Regions from separate parts of the Hordeum vulgare genome. Here region 2 is linked to region 1. Evidence: chromatin contacts called from public Hi-C data. All regions are on one chromosome and are shown on one strand. Each heading gives the region's core, a stretch centred on a gene start, on an enhancer-like site or on the middle of the called end of the contact. The rest is flanking DNA. Distances are from core to core; before and after follow the strand shown.

Region 1 (7,401 bases), core at 1,967-4,466:
TTTTTTTTTAAATACAGTACAATCTAAATCGCTCATATACACTCATCCATGAATGCACGCACACCTAATTCATGGAACCTATTCCTTCTGCTGCTAATGATACTTGGTACGCCAGACAAAGGTAGCAAACACATAGCATGTCATGTAAGCAAACACATGGCAGTCAGATGCAAAATGCAGCCTTCATCAAACTTTGCACGCAGATGAAAATCGCTTTGTCACACAAAAATTAGATCGGTGGTCGAATGCAAAGACGATTATGATCTGTGTATCAAGTTTCGGTGAAATCCCAGTGCGTAAATTTAGCTGAGTCATTTCTTGACCTACGAACAGGTCGAGCTGAGCAACAGAGATATGGAGAGAAAAGAATAACTCGCCAACACTTCCTGATATAACCCTTACTCTGGGTTTCTACCTTACTGCTGGCAGCTAATCACAAATGGAACAGATTATTACCATGAAAGGCCTAGCACGAGAGATCGCTGGATGGGAGTAGAATCATCTCCATGCTTTCATCCTTGGCAATGACATCATGGCTCGAACTAGGTTGCACGTCAAAATTCATCTCCCCGCCGCAACTCAAGTTCCGAAGCAGAGGAAGCAGAGGCTCTTCTTCACCCTTCAGGACAGTGTGTTGTTCCATCAGTCTTCTCAGTGCTTCAAGCTCCACCGCAACCTCTATCATCCTCGGCCTCTCTTCACCTTTCAACCTCAAGCATCTCAAAGCCAACTGTGCGACCGTTTTGACATGCCTCATTCCAGCTTCCTCGGCCACTTGAGAATCTACAATCTTCAGCAACTGGTTCTGATGGAACAACGTGCTAAAATGCATTGCTAGGCTTTTCACCTCGTCGATCTGGCCGTCAGGTATTGGTTTCTCCCTTGTGAGCAGCTCCATGAGTACCACGCCAAAGCTGTACACGTCACTTTTCTCGGTCAGTTGGCTTGTCTGGAAGTACTCAGGGTCCATGTATCCTAGTGTGCCCTGCACTAAGGTCGTCACATGGGTCTGATCCCGGGGTATTGGCCTTGAGGCGCCGAAATCAGACACCTTTGCGGTAAAGCTCATGTCAAGAAGTATGTTTGACGACTTGACGTCTCTGTGAACGATTGGCGTCTTTGCTGCCAAGTGCAAGTATGCAAGTGCCGATGCGGTTTCAACTGCAATCCTTAGGCGATCCTTCCATGACAATGGGATTGATGTATTGTGGAGATGATGAAACAGGGCTTCATTGGTGATAAATTCATAAACCAATAAGGGAACTTCTGCCTCAAGGCAACAGCCTAGTAGCTGAACTACGTTCTTGTGGGTCACTTGTGAAAGAATAACCAGCTCATTGACGAATTGTTCCACCTGGCTCTGATCAACTCGCTGTGACCTTTTGACCGCTACGACCATTTGATCTGATAGTGTACCTTTGTAGACAGTCCCGAATCCACCTCTACCAACAATATTGCTATCACTGAATTTGTTGGTTGCCTTGTCAAGCTCACCTGAGGTAAATATCTGCAACGGTACCTTCCGAGAAAGCAACTGCTGCTTCAACAACATGCCACCATTCTGCATAAAATATCTCTGTCTTTTCTTCACAACGTCTCTCCTTTTGACAAGCAAGTGGGTCCAGAAACCGAGAACAAGGATAAGTAGTAGCAGAGCTAGTCCCGCAACTGCAAAGGTACAATAAAACTCTGAGAATTATTAATTTGGTCAAGCATTAATCTAGCTCGACACGCCTCATGTATAATGATCACATCATCACATAACAAAACAGCGGGATAGGGCTTCAAAACTTGCCTATTGAAATCTGCAGTGCGCTAATTCCATTGCAGCCACTTCCCTCCTTTAGGCCATCACCACTCATCCCTAATGGGCACACACAGCTGAAATTGCCCTTTGCGTTGATGCAGCTATGCGTGCATAGCCTTCCAGTGGAGCACTCATCAATATCTTCGACAGTCACATGAAACCAAACAGAAATGAGAGATGGATAATTTTGCAGATAGGTAAGTTGGAAAAAAAAACTGACATAACAAGAAAACCAAGAAATATAGGCAGAGATCTGTTCACATGAAACCAAACAGAAATCAAATATTGGTAGTCTTTTAAGATTAGTAAGTTGGAAAACAAAAACTGACGTAACAAGAAAACCTGGAAATATAATCAGAGATTTGTTCATTACCTTGGCATCCACTAGGCCCCCGCAGATACGGGTTCCCCTGAAATCCCTTGGTACAATTGCAGTGATATCCAAATCCACTGGATGCGTTATAGCAGTAAGAATTTTCCTTGCAAGCATATGATGCAGAGTGTCTTGCTTCCTCACAGTTGCCACCATCCATGGACCACTCGAGAACAACAGGCCGGTACCCAGGGCTGGTCCTATTTGTGTTGTTCAGGTCAGCAGTAGAGAAAACATAGAAGTTCTGCTCCGCGATGAATGCCTCAGAACACGCTGGAGTATTGTTGTCCTTTTTGAGCCTGCCAAGCTGCCCAGTTATGCTCGTGAACTCTAAAGACAGCTTCTTTAACCCCTTGGGTACCGGTGCTTGGCAGCAAGCCACACCAGAGCAAGAACCATTGACGATGCTATTTTTTGTAGAGCAAAGAGAAGCACAGCCACCGCTATAATCACTGCTACCATTCAACAGCATGGCCACCATATCACAACCCACAGCTGTGAACTTGTTTCTTGTATCGGAGAATTGAAGCTTGTCCCCTCAAGGCTAAAGCTAGCATCGTTCCCTCTGCACTGCGGAGAACGGGAAGCGGCAGTTGCCAGGATGCTTACAGAACCATCGAGCAAGGAGATGTTGAGAATACTAAACAAGGTTTTGTTGATGGGCAGCATAGGACCAGATAAGCCACACATGATCTTGAACCCTTGAGCTGGGGAGGGGCTCTGGCCATGGACACCAAAAGGATAAGGGATAGAGATATTGGAACTTGAGCACCCGGAGGTGCTTGATTCCATAGAATGAACAACGAACGGAGAGAGGCATGTGAGGAGGAGGAGCCATGGCAGGAGAGGAAAGGGAAGCAACTCCTTCTCCATCGGTCTTTGGAAAGAAACGGTAGGCTCTAACGCCTTTTTATCAACACATCTCTCAGGAAACTGAGGGGATGATATAAACTTGCCCGTGGTTCTCTGGTGTGCACCATTTTCTCATATTAATGTAGTCTAGTTTCTGTGGTGGGAGCCTAGAAGGTGATTTATTCGAGACTGACAACCACACAATCCCGCCTCAGGCTTCAGCTAAGGTGTGGACTTGTAGTTGGGCACTTCCCCCATGGCCAGAGAAATATTTGTCCCATTAATATCCCATGTTTAATTTTCTACGTACTTTCTTTTCTTTTCCTTTTGTGAAGCCAAGTGGATGCTTCAAGCAAACACCGGGTACCAGAGGGGATGCTATAAACTGCTAGCCCTTGTCTGTACAAATATGCATTGGTGCCTAAACCAAATACTCCCTCTGTCCCAAAATAAGTGTCTCAAGCTTAGTACAACTCTGTACGAGAGCTGGCATACAGTTGAGACACTTATTTTGGGATGGAGGGAGTATGAAATATTGTCATGCAGACCATTGCTCATGGGTACAATTGATCAGTTCAGATGAAAGTATGCACATAAATGAGCGGTACTTACCTTCTCGGCAAGCAGTTTGGATTCACCGAGTTGTATCAATGTCTGAACCCAAACAATAACCAAACATCATGCTCGGTCTACCGAGATAATAATGGAGTAGTAAAAAAGATGACAGTAGATGATCAGGATAGTACGTACGTACTACTTTAGCATCCATTATTTCCTAAAGTGCCATTCAGCCAGCAAGGGCAGCCCACAAGCAGAAGCGCAGAAGAAGCATGTACTAGCAGGGTTTTTTTTTAGAAGAACAGCAAGCAGCAGATTCAGATATTGGTATCAAAAAATTATAGGGTTTTAGCCCCTTGCCTCGCCGCCATAGTGCCAGGCCCGGCGACTCCGGGCTCCGCCTCCCCGCGCAACCTCCAGCTTATCACCCGCCCATATGACCCTCCCAGTCCGGGCAGCTGGTGGTGGTGGGGGTAGGTCAGAAAGAGTCCAGGTATTATATCTCCGGGAGGGTGCGCATGCGAGCGAGGAGGTGGCTGCCGTGCTTTCCCCTGCCATTGCGGGTTGCGGCGGAGGAGGAGATGGGAGAAGCGGCAAGCTGTGAGGGTGAGGAATCCAGGTTTCCGGAGAAAGCACAGAGCCTTTCGCCGCTTCAGGGCTTCAAGCTGAAGCGGTGTGGAAAGAAACGCTGAAATTGTCACTTGCCTTGCCTGCCACTAAGTTTACATTCGTGAGACAAAATATTTACATTCGAGTTCTATGGATAAATCATTTTTATCAGCATCAGTATATAGATCCGTTTACCTCCGTTGTTTTTAAATATATATATATATATATATATATATATTTAATTTCATTAGAGAGCGCCCTTTGATGGATCCACATAGTCGACGGTGACTCTTTGAAGCCCTAGGCTTGCCTTGCTCGAGCCGGCTGCGTTTGTCAGCATGGAGAAGAGGGCGATCAAACGCAAAGCGCCCAAGGAAGCACTTATGAGTTGCTCCCCCAGGGACGTGCAATCAGGGACAAGGTGATGGATGCGGTCGTCCGTCCTCTTGGAAAGAAGGTTGTTGTTGAGCTCCGCGGTGATGCCTACATCCCCACTGTCTTAGTGTCTCGGGGTGTTGTTGTGTAGTCGACTGACCCGTGCTCGCCCTGCACGCGTCGTTGCACCGGCGTCGTGGCCTTTGCTCTTTCCCGCCTGTTTGGGAGGCTTGTATAGTAGACCTTCCGTCTTCTCTGTGTATCGTAGGGTGCCATGGCTGTGTCCCCATGGCTAGTTTCCCCCTTCGTTTCCCTCTCCCTCCTCTCGTGGAACGTGCAGGGGCTGGGTGACTTGGACAAATGTGCGCGCGTTCGGGACGGTGTCTCCTCTGCCAATCCTTGTATGGTGTGCATTCAGGAGTAGAAGTTGTCATGTCTGAATGTGTTCAAGCTTGCCTCCTTCCTCCCTGGTCGCCTCTCCTCCTTCTCTGTTAAGGATGAGGACGGCAGTTGCGGTGGGCTTGGGATCCTCGTCTTTTTGACCTGGTTTCGTCCTCCTCCTTGTAGTTCTTGTTAAATTATGATTCAAATTCTACCGTATTGGACTAGACGTAGTACAAACGGTGTGGGCCTTTGCGTTGGTACCGACGCGTACGAGTACAACTCGTTTACTTGTCCTCCAAGGACTCTCATGTATTGCCCCTCATATATACTCCATGTAGTCGCACTTAAAGACTGGCTGTCGTCTCGTGCTTGTAATACTCCCCCTCATAGTGATTGCGCCTCCATGCGTCCGTGGTTTTCTCCCGTAAGGGTTTCCACGTAAAAATCCGTGTCTCTCGTGTCTCGTTGATCTCGTTTTATCTAAAAAGTGGTATACAGAGCTGAGGTTCTGAATATACGAGATTCGACGGAGACGAGAGCTAGGGTTTGGTGTGTTGTGCGCCGCCGCCGACGCGACCTGGCGATCTGCGATCCGAAGCCAGATCGTTTTTTCCACTGCTGCTGGATCGTTGCTGCGAGAAGCCGAGTCAGACAGGAAATTAAATTCCGCTTCTGCACCGCCTACAAGTTTCCGCTGCGCCGTTGCGTCAAATCGCAACTGGCGAGATCCGTCGCTGTTGCCGCGTACGTTAGCTGCGCCGTCTTGTCCTGATCCGTCGAGTTGTTGCCGCGTCCTGCGTCGACTTGGCCGAAGCCGTCGCTGTTGCTGTCGCCGAGTTCCCTGTGCGCCGAGGCAGTCGTTCGAGACCAAATCCATCGGTCAAGCTGAGCTACTAGTTCAGATTTGTTTTTTTCTCTCCAATTGCTACATCCACAACCGAAGCTATCAGGTGCTATTGTTTCTACTCCCTCCGTTCCTAATTATAAGTCTTTTAAGAGATTTCATTAGGAGTCTACATACAGAGCAAAATGAATGAATCTACACTCTAAAGTATGTCTATATACATCCGTATGTAGTCTATTAGTGGAATCTATAGAAAGACTTATATTTAGGAACGGAGGGAGTAGTTCTTTGCTCCGCATATTAATCCCGTCAGGAATTTTTTCTACCGGCTTGTACTACCTTGTGTACACAGATTTATCTACTCATGGCATCCATGAAGTACGATCTTCCGCTGCTGGATCGTGACACAAGGTTTACCCTATGGCAAGTCAAGATGCGGGCGTTGTTGGCGCAGGCCGACTATGATGATGCACTGGATAGTTTTGAGAAGAATAGAATTGAGGATTGGACTCCTGAGGAGAAAAGAAGGGACCGTAAGGCTTTGTCACAAATTCAACTCCATTTGCATTATAATATTTTGCAGGAAGTTTTGAGCGAGAAAACTGCCGCCGCTCTATGGTTAAAGTTGGAAGGGATTTGCATGACAAAAGACCTCACCAGCAAGATGCATCTGAAGCAAAAATTATTCATGCAGAGGTTACCTGAGGGAGGTAATGTTTTGAATCATATTTCAGAATTTAAAGAGATCATATCCGATCTAGCTGCAATGGAGGTTACGAATGATGAAGAAGATACTGCTTTAATGTTACTTTGTTCGCTGCCAAGTTCTTATACCAATTTTCGAGACACCATATTATATAGTCGTGATACTCTCACGCTTAATTAAGTTTATGAAGCTTTGAACTCTAAGGATAAGATGAAATTAATGGTGCCTCATGATGGTTCAAGTTCATCCCAAGCCGATGGATTATCTGTTCGTGGCAGGACAAAGGAGAAGAACTCACATAATGGAAACCGTGGCAAAAGTAAGAACGGCTAGAGAGGCCGGTCGCAATCCAGAGACAAGAAGCAATCTTGCAGGTATTGCAAGAGAGACGGGCATGACATCTCAGAATGTTTCAAGTTGCAGAACAAGGAAAAGAGGAATGGTACGTATAAACCGAAAGGTAACAAACAAGGTGAAAGTTCTGCTAATGTTGCTCGTGATGAAAGTGCCGATGATGCTCTTGTTGTTATTGCTGGATGTGCTAAGACCAATGATGAGTGGGTACTTGACACTGCGTGTACTTTTCATATGTGGCCGCATAGAGATTGGTTTACCACTTTTGATTCTACTACTGTTGCTGGTTCCGTTTTGGGTTTTGATAATTCACCATGCAAGATTGAAGGCATAGGTTCCATTCGAATCAAGATGTTTGATGGCACAATCAGAACTTTGACAGATGTTCGGTATATTCCGAAGATGAAGAGAAATCTTATCTCTGTGAGTGCCCTTGATGCAAAGGGCTACAAGTATTCAGGTGGAGATAGCGTTTTGAAGGTCATCAAAGGTTCTCTCATTGTGATGAAAGGTGACTTAAGTTCGACCAATGGTCTTTA
Region 2 (7,401 bases), core at 1,391-3,890, 390 kb before region 1:
GCATGGGGTTTAAAATGTAATTGTGTTCATGGGTGATTCCAAAACAAATATGGAATAATTTTTATAGTAGCTCCCTAAAACATTGGGAGGATATGTTATCAAGAGAATCATCATGTGAATCCCTCAATTTAAATAGATCTAAAGATCCATGCAATTTATTTATATGAGATGCAAAAAAACTTAATGGCATGATGGCAATGATGACATGATGAATGCAACAAACCAATAATTAACACGGCGACAACGAAATAAAAGGGGAATCTTCTCGAGCGTCGGTCTCGGGCTGTTACACTAAATTAGTTATCCCATAACTAGTTTAGAAGTTTCAATGAATATGAGAGGTAGCTTATCGAAAAAACTAGGAAGATGGCGACTTATTTTTTAAGCCATGAGAGCAACTCCAATGGGGCGACCGATTTCGTCCGTAGCTGTTCGTTTGGGTTCGCGCGGACGAAGGTGATGGCCCAATGCACAGATTCATTGCCAAAATGCGTCCGCTTTGCGTCCGCGTCGACCCATTTCCTGCCCAAATTCAGGGCTGAAATGCGTCGGTGCGGACGCGCGTGTGCCCTCTCGATGGCCGCCCCAACTACCCGCGGTCAACATAATTAATGACGGTCGCCCTCCACGGGCTCACACGTCAGCGATCGCGGTCAGCCTTTTTTAATCCGAGCGTGCGGTGGGGTTCGGCCTCATCTGTTTCCAGACCCCCGTCCCCATCTCGCCACCTCTCTGCTCCCTCGTGGGCGACCAAATCCTAGCCAGCACCCATGGTCGGCTTCTCCGCCCAAAATAGGGGCAAGCCCCCCGCCGTCCATCCCCCCGCGCTCCCCCTGTCGGCGTCTTGCCGCCGGCCTCGCCATCGTATCAGCGTCCTGGTGCACCAAGCACAGTGGCACTGGGAGCACCGCATCCCGCCCGCCATACCCAGACGTGACCCTTCCCCACGACAGGCATCTGGATTCGAAGAGGATCCCGATGTTGGCTGTACCGCGGTCGGCATGGGCGCACGCGGAGGAGGTGAGTCGCCGGCAACGGCAGCTGACGCCGGAGCAGCGACTCAACCCCATTTACGCGACCGACTCTCCCGACTAGGAGGTATGGTTCGCGCTCGAGCACGAGGAGCAGCACCGACGCGGCGTGTGCGACGTGCAGCCAGGCCCTGCGCCGCCCCCGTTCGTCATTCGCACGAGGACCAGGAGGCGAAGGCCGCCTACCAGACGGTGCTGGCAGCCGTTCTCCGCGAGAGTGAGGAAGAAGAGCGGTGTAAGGACGAGGAGGATGATGCGGCGTATGAGGCGCAGCTCGCGGAGGCCATCACGCTATCCGCCGCAGGCGACTGCGTCGTGCCCCTTCCGTCGAAGACTGAGTTGCAGCCGGAGGTCTACCAGTAGACCGGCTGCCTCCGCGAGCGGGTGAGCGCGCCGTCCATCTGGTTGGCGCGACAACGCAGCAGGAGGCTGCCTACCTCCAGCATTGGACTCTCGCCGACCTTCGTGACCGGCTTTAAAATTTAATTTTACTTTCAAAAATGTTTGCACATTTTTTTTTCACGCATCGTCAAAATGGATCGGGCCAGCGTCGACGCGTGCGTCGACTCAAACGCAAAAGCGAGTGTTCTTATCCGCCGAACCGATTCAAACGGACAAAAAACGGACAAATAAACCGTTCCGTCGGAGTTGCTCTCGAAAAAACCGGCCTTAGAAAAAAAATGATGTGCACGTATAGCATTGCAGGGAATCCACGGTGTCAATGGACACGTGCAGAAGAAGCTTTCCCCAGAAAGCGCCTACCTCGGCCGACACGTGGGCCCACTCTGCTTCGCAAGGCCGCCCCTCGACGAGGTAGGCGTGGTGGCATCGGACCAATCAAATCGAGACGACCGGCAGCGTCATAAAAATAATAATCGAGGCAACCGGATCTGGATTTTGCTTCTACGGTGGTGGGATTGGAAATTCAAACCCAAAATCCACGCATCAACCAGAGATTGATTTACCTACCAGATAAAGGCAGTAGATAAATACAAGAAGGAAACCAGGTAGTACGCACTACTAACCGCCAAAGCGGCTGTGGCTCTCCGCGTGAGCGGCTGCAGCGGCCGCGGCCCGGGCCGTCCGATCAGAGGCCGGACGTGGCCCCCACGCGCCACGGGCGGCTCCCGCTCGCCCGCCCGTCGTGGGTCGCGGTCGCGGCTGATCTGGCCGGCGGGCCTCGCTTGGACTGGAGCAGCGCCAACGGGGACTAGGAAACACGAACCAACTCCAACCCCTTTCCGGTTTTATTTAAAAAAATCGGTGCCTGCCCCAAAAGAGATTCTTCCTCACGGGTCCTCGGAGATCAAGGGAGTCACACGATGGGCTCACGAGAAGCTGTAGGCTACACGTGACATGGAATTCCTCTTCTCCATGGGGGCGGATACGCAAATGGGGAAGATACCGTCGGTTGGCAACGACCTGTAATATAGGAGCAAGAGAGAAAAAAAAAAAGAATTGCTAAAAGGAGATTTGGAGGAGGGAGCCACACAGGGGGCGGAAATATAGTGGGTGTGTGGGGACGAGGCGAGGGGTTGGCAGGCACGGCGAGCGAGCTCCGCCTCTATAAATGCAGGGCCAAGCATCGCCTTAAACGCCCCAATACTCCGAGGAGAGGTCAGGGAGGGATAGAGAGAGAGAGAGGCGACGGAGGCGGCGCGCTTCCAATCTGCACGCACGTACGTTCGCACGCCCTCCGCCAGCCCTTCCCCGTCGCTAGCCGCCGGTCGGCCGCCCGGCGAGGGACACGAGACCCGCGGGGTCAGGCGGCGACACTTGCGAGATCGCGCATCGGTCCCATCATCGTCCCCAGGCCTGCCCAGGCGGCTGAGAGCGCTATAAGACCGAGAGGTACCCGTCCGTCCTGCGCCCCTCCCAGCTTTTGCCAGGACGAGAATCCGTAGGTGGATAGATGGGTAGATAGATACATGGACGCATAGAGAGAGAGAGCAACTGGTTTGGCTCTGTCCGCGCGGGCGTGCGTGCGTAGTAGGTGGCCGTTTCCCCTTATTTTTATTCGATCTGCTGTTGGTGTTTCGATTCTGCGCCCCCGGGCGCGCGTGCGTGCGTGCGGTCTCTGAATCTTCCTTCCTCCCCTGTCCAGCAGGCGGCGGCGGCGCCGTGCGGGGGGGTTGGTAGATCTGTTCGTCTCTGGCCGGCCCCGTCGCTGAGGCGTTTGGTCTGGTGATTGTTTTTCCATCTCTGTTCCATCGCAGCCAGCGTGGGCAGGCTGTTTGTTTCTCCTTGCTTTTGGTCGTGACATGTGGGGAAGGGGACAACTTCGAGCTTTCTGTTGCTCTTGTTTTTAAGTATTTATATTGATTCCTTTGTTCGCCATGTATTTCTACTACTTTTTTGTGCTCGCCTGCAGTAGGAGATTGGTTTTATGCGCGCCGTCTAATGCTCGTCGCATGGTTGATTGTTGCATGACAGGTGATAGACTGAGGCGTGGGGTGCAGCCATGCCGACGGCGCAGGGGATTGGTTTGAAGCACGCGGCGCCGCCGGGCGCCGGTCGCAGGGCACGGCGCAGCCACTCGGCGGCCGCGCCGGGCCGCTCCGCGAGGCAGGCGCACGGCGCCATGTCCCTTGAGGGCGGGTTCCTCGGCGGCCCGCAGCGCACCGAGGAACGCGTTGCGCCACGCCCGCCTCGGGCCGCGGCGCGCGACGCCGAATCGATCAGGCCCTTGTCCCTGCTACCCGAGAGCAGCATTGGGCTATACGACCCGGCGTTCGAGCGCGACTCGTGCGGCGTTGGCTTCGTCGCCGAGCTGTCGGGCGTTGACAACCGGGCGACCGTGAGTTCTTTGCACCAAGGACACCGCCGCAGTTTCTCTCTTTTATATCTACCACGTTGAGATATTGATTTTGCTGTGATTTACTTTACAGGTCGTCGATGCCATTCAGATGCTCGAGAGAATGGCCCACCGTGGTGCATGCGGCTGTGAGAAAAACACTGGTGATGGTGCCGGCATTCTCGTTGCTCTACCACACAACTTCTTCCGTGAGGTGAATCAACGATAATTGCAAGCAAACTCAGTTTACCTTACAGAGTTATTCATCTTGGGTGTTGCTATGCTATTTCCTCAGGTGACAAAGGATGCCGGATTTGAGTTACCACCACCGGGTGAGTATGCTGTTGGAATGGTCTTCCTGCCAACCGATGAGAAGCGCCGCGAGAGGAGCAAAACTGAGTTTACAAAGGTTGGTGGGTTGCTGTATAGACAATTAGAGAGCGTGTGAGGCGAGTCTGCGATTATAAGCTCATGTCTTGAATTGTTTTTATTAATGCAGGTTGCGGAGTCGCTAGGACATTCCATACTTGGATGGCGCCAGGTTCCCACTGACAATTCAGACTTGGGCCAATCTGCGCTCGACACTGAACCAGCGATTGAGCAGGTTTTCCTCACCAAGAGTTCAAAATCCAAGGCTGACTTCGAACAGCAGGTCCTCCATGCGTTTAATTTTCTCTAAACACATGTAATGAGCTTTCCTCTTAACTAACACATCAATTATCACAGTTGTTTATCCTGAGGAGGCTCTCAATTGTGTCTATTCGAGCCGCGCTGAATCTTAAGCGTGGAGGAGAGAGAGATTTCTACATGTGCTCTCTATCTTCAAGGTCCTTACTTCTTCTGAATTTCATTTTCACTACAAACTGATGAAGTTGAGATCAGGGAGCCCAGTTAAGCTCCTCACTGTAATGGAATATTACCAACACCACAAAAAACGATAGGAACGCAGACCAGGGAAAACAATCCTGGACTATTTCTTAAGCGTTAGAAATCTGTAATGCAAGGACATTCATTTTTTGTTGTATTCATGTGAATAATAATTATTGTTAAATCTTCTTACTGTGGTTTTCCAGGACCATTGTCTACAAGGGCCAGCTTATGCCGTCTCAGCTTCAGGGGTACTACTATGCGGATATAGGTCATGAAAACTTCTCCAGTTATATGGCTCTGGTAAATACAAAACCTTGATACTCTTACAGCAAAAGTCATGGTCGTAGTCAGCGGATGGGAACCAATAATAGCAAGCCAGTTGTAAGATCAAGACTCGCTCCTGTGCGGACATCAAATTTGAGTTGTCTATTCATATGCTATTTCAGTCCTGGTTCGTGATGCCTTAAGTGAAGTACTAGAAACTTCTTTTAGTTGATACCCGATAACCATGTTGCAGAGTCCAGCTGCAGTTCTGCTATGGCCGACTGCTTGCCGACTCTTCAGGATGTGACCGAAGAAATTGTGTTTGGTTTGAGGTAGCTTAGGGCTCCCAACTGTTTTGCATGAAATTGTATGCATCTAACGTTTTTTTTTACAAAATTCGTTCTTCACTAGGAAGATATGTTTTGAATACCTGCAAAAGATTGATTATAATATGATTTCTGAAAGTCATTTATTGAAACAGGTTCATTCAAGGTTCTCCACCAACACCTTCCCCAGTTGGGACCGAGCACAGCCCATGCGTGTCTTAGGCCACAATGGAGAGATCAATACTCTCAAAGGGAACAAGAACTGGTAATCTTGTCAAACCTTTTCGTCTCTGCTATAACCATTTCTAGGTAGACACAATCATCTCAATATGCACTTGTCGTCTGGATTTATGATGCCTATTGCATATCTGGCAGGATGAAAGCTCGTGAGGGTCTCTTGAAGTGTGAGAAGCTTGGCCTATCACAGGATGAAATGTCAAAAATTCTTCCAATTGTGGATGCCACTTCTTCAGATTCAGGTCCGCAGCCTAATATACAGCATGAATTCCACTAGGCAAATAAAAATTCATGTTGGTTTTGCGAGTTACTAAGTGTGAAGAAACATGTGAATTCTAGGTGCATTTGATGGTGTTCTTGAGCTCCTTATCCGAGGTGGAAGAAGCCTGCCAGAAGCTGTGATGATGATGATCCCTGAGGCGTGGCAGAATGATGTAAACATGGACCCTGAGAAGAAAGCTCTGTACGAGTTCTTGTCAGCCCTTATGGAGCCTTGGGATGGACCTGCTCTCATATCTTGTAAAAAACTTAAACCCGTTTCCTATTTTTTTTATCATACTTCTGACTGATTACTTAAGCTAACATGGGCACCACCTGTAGTTACTGATGGCCGTTACCTTGGAGCTACCCTGGATCGGAATGGCCTTAGGCCTGGTCGATTTTATGTGACCCACAGTGGGCGTGTGGTCATGGGTAGTGAAGTTGGTGTTGTGGATATTCCTGCCCAAGATGTGTTGAGAAAGGGTCGGCTTAACCCTGGAATGATGTTACTCGTTGACTTTGACAACCACACTGTAGTAGATGATGAAGCACTCAAGGCACAGTACTCCAAAGCTCACCCCTATGGAGAATGGCTCAAGAGACAAAAGATATACCTCAAAGACATTGTAGAATCTGTCCCAGAAACTGACAGAGTTGCTCCAAGCATTTCTGGTTCTATTCCGGTAAGTACTTGCGTGTTCCAACAGACTCATTCACTGGATTACAAACTCGACTGGATTATTTGTGATGAAAATCTGTAAACCATAATTAACATGGTGATTTTGATTTTCTTTTACAATTTGGTGTAGCAAACAAACGAGAACAAGGAATGTGTAGGCATCAATGGAATTGTGAATCCACTAAAGGCGTTTGGGTAAGCAAGGATTGAACATTGTCGTCTATCACTCATGTTTCAATTTCTGCTGGCTAATGATCCTACCGATTAACTACAGATACACAGTGGAAGCCCTAGAAATGTTGCTGCTGCCAATGGCTAAAGATGGAGTGGAAGCTCTTGGATCAATGGGAAATGATGCACCCCTAGCAGTGATGTCAAACAGAGAGAAGCTGACTTTTGAGTACTTCAAGCAGATGTTTGCACAAGTAACAAATCCTCCAATTGACCCAATTAGGGAGAAGATTGTTACATCTATGGAATGTATGATTGGGCCAGAAGGAGATTTGTTGGAAATAACAGAAAAGCAATGCAACCGCCTTGCACTTAAAGGTCCGTTGGTGTCAATCGATGAAATTGAATCTATCAAGAAGATGGACTACCGTGGTTGGCGCAGCAAGGTGCTTGACATAACTTATCCTAAGAAGTCTGGAAGGAAGGGCTTGGAAGAAACTTTGAATAGAATTTGTGCTGAAGCCCGGGAAGCTATCCGCAAGGGATACAAAATTTTAGTTCTCTCAGACAGAGGTTAGTGACAGTTCACTTTATACTTGCCATCCCATTGTTTGATGGTACTAATTATTCACAAGGTGGCAAAACAATTCTAACAGATGGGTCAAGTGTATAACTTTATGCAGTTCAATACCTTTCAATATCTGAAATTTGTTGTATTTTCTTGATTCAGGATTTTCTTCAGACCGTGTTGCTGTCAGTTCCCTCTTA

Evidence for each region. A called contact is a pair of places that touch in the nucleus more often than the background predicts.
Region 2: a contact with region 1 is called in a Hi-C map of leaf, with 5 times the contacts expected there. The contact joins the promoter of LOC123444122 here to the enhancer-like site in region 1. A contact is called at or near these places in 3 of 6 Hi-C or Micro-C datasets (leaf and seedling).

What each region holds. Positions count from the first base shown.
Region 1 is chr3H:434,457,631-434,465,031 of MorexV3_pseudomolecules_assembly, reverse strand. It overlaps the pseudogene LOC123444121. Among protein-coding and RNA genes, the nearest start is that of LOC123444120, 75 kb to the right of the region's middle. Within about 2 kb of position 3,216, at least 1 of the 3 cell types and tissues checked has open chromatin away from gene starts, as enhancers often do. A contact at or near this core is called in leaf, where this site is marked.
Region 2 is chr3H:434,843,765-434,851,165 of MorexV3_pseudomolecules_assembly, reverse strand. LOC123444122 (glutamate synthase 1 [NADH], chloroplastic) reads left to right here and starts at 2,640. Exons shown (of 23, transcript XM_045120737.1): 1 at 2,640-2,882; 2 at 3,465-3,828; 3 at 3,920-4,039; 4 at 4,121-4,234; 5 at 4,325-4,477; 6 at 4,552-4,652; 7 at 4,899-4,995; 8 at 5,441-5,550; 9 at 5,661-5,764; 10 at 5,862-6,041; 11 at 6,123-6,466; 12 at 6,593-6,657; 13 at 6,737-7,206; 14 at 7,364-7,401. The coding sequence starts at 3,493.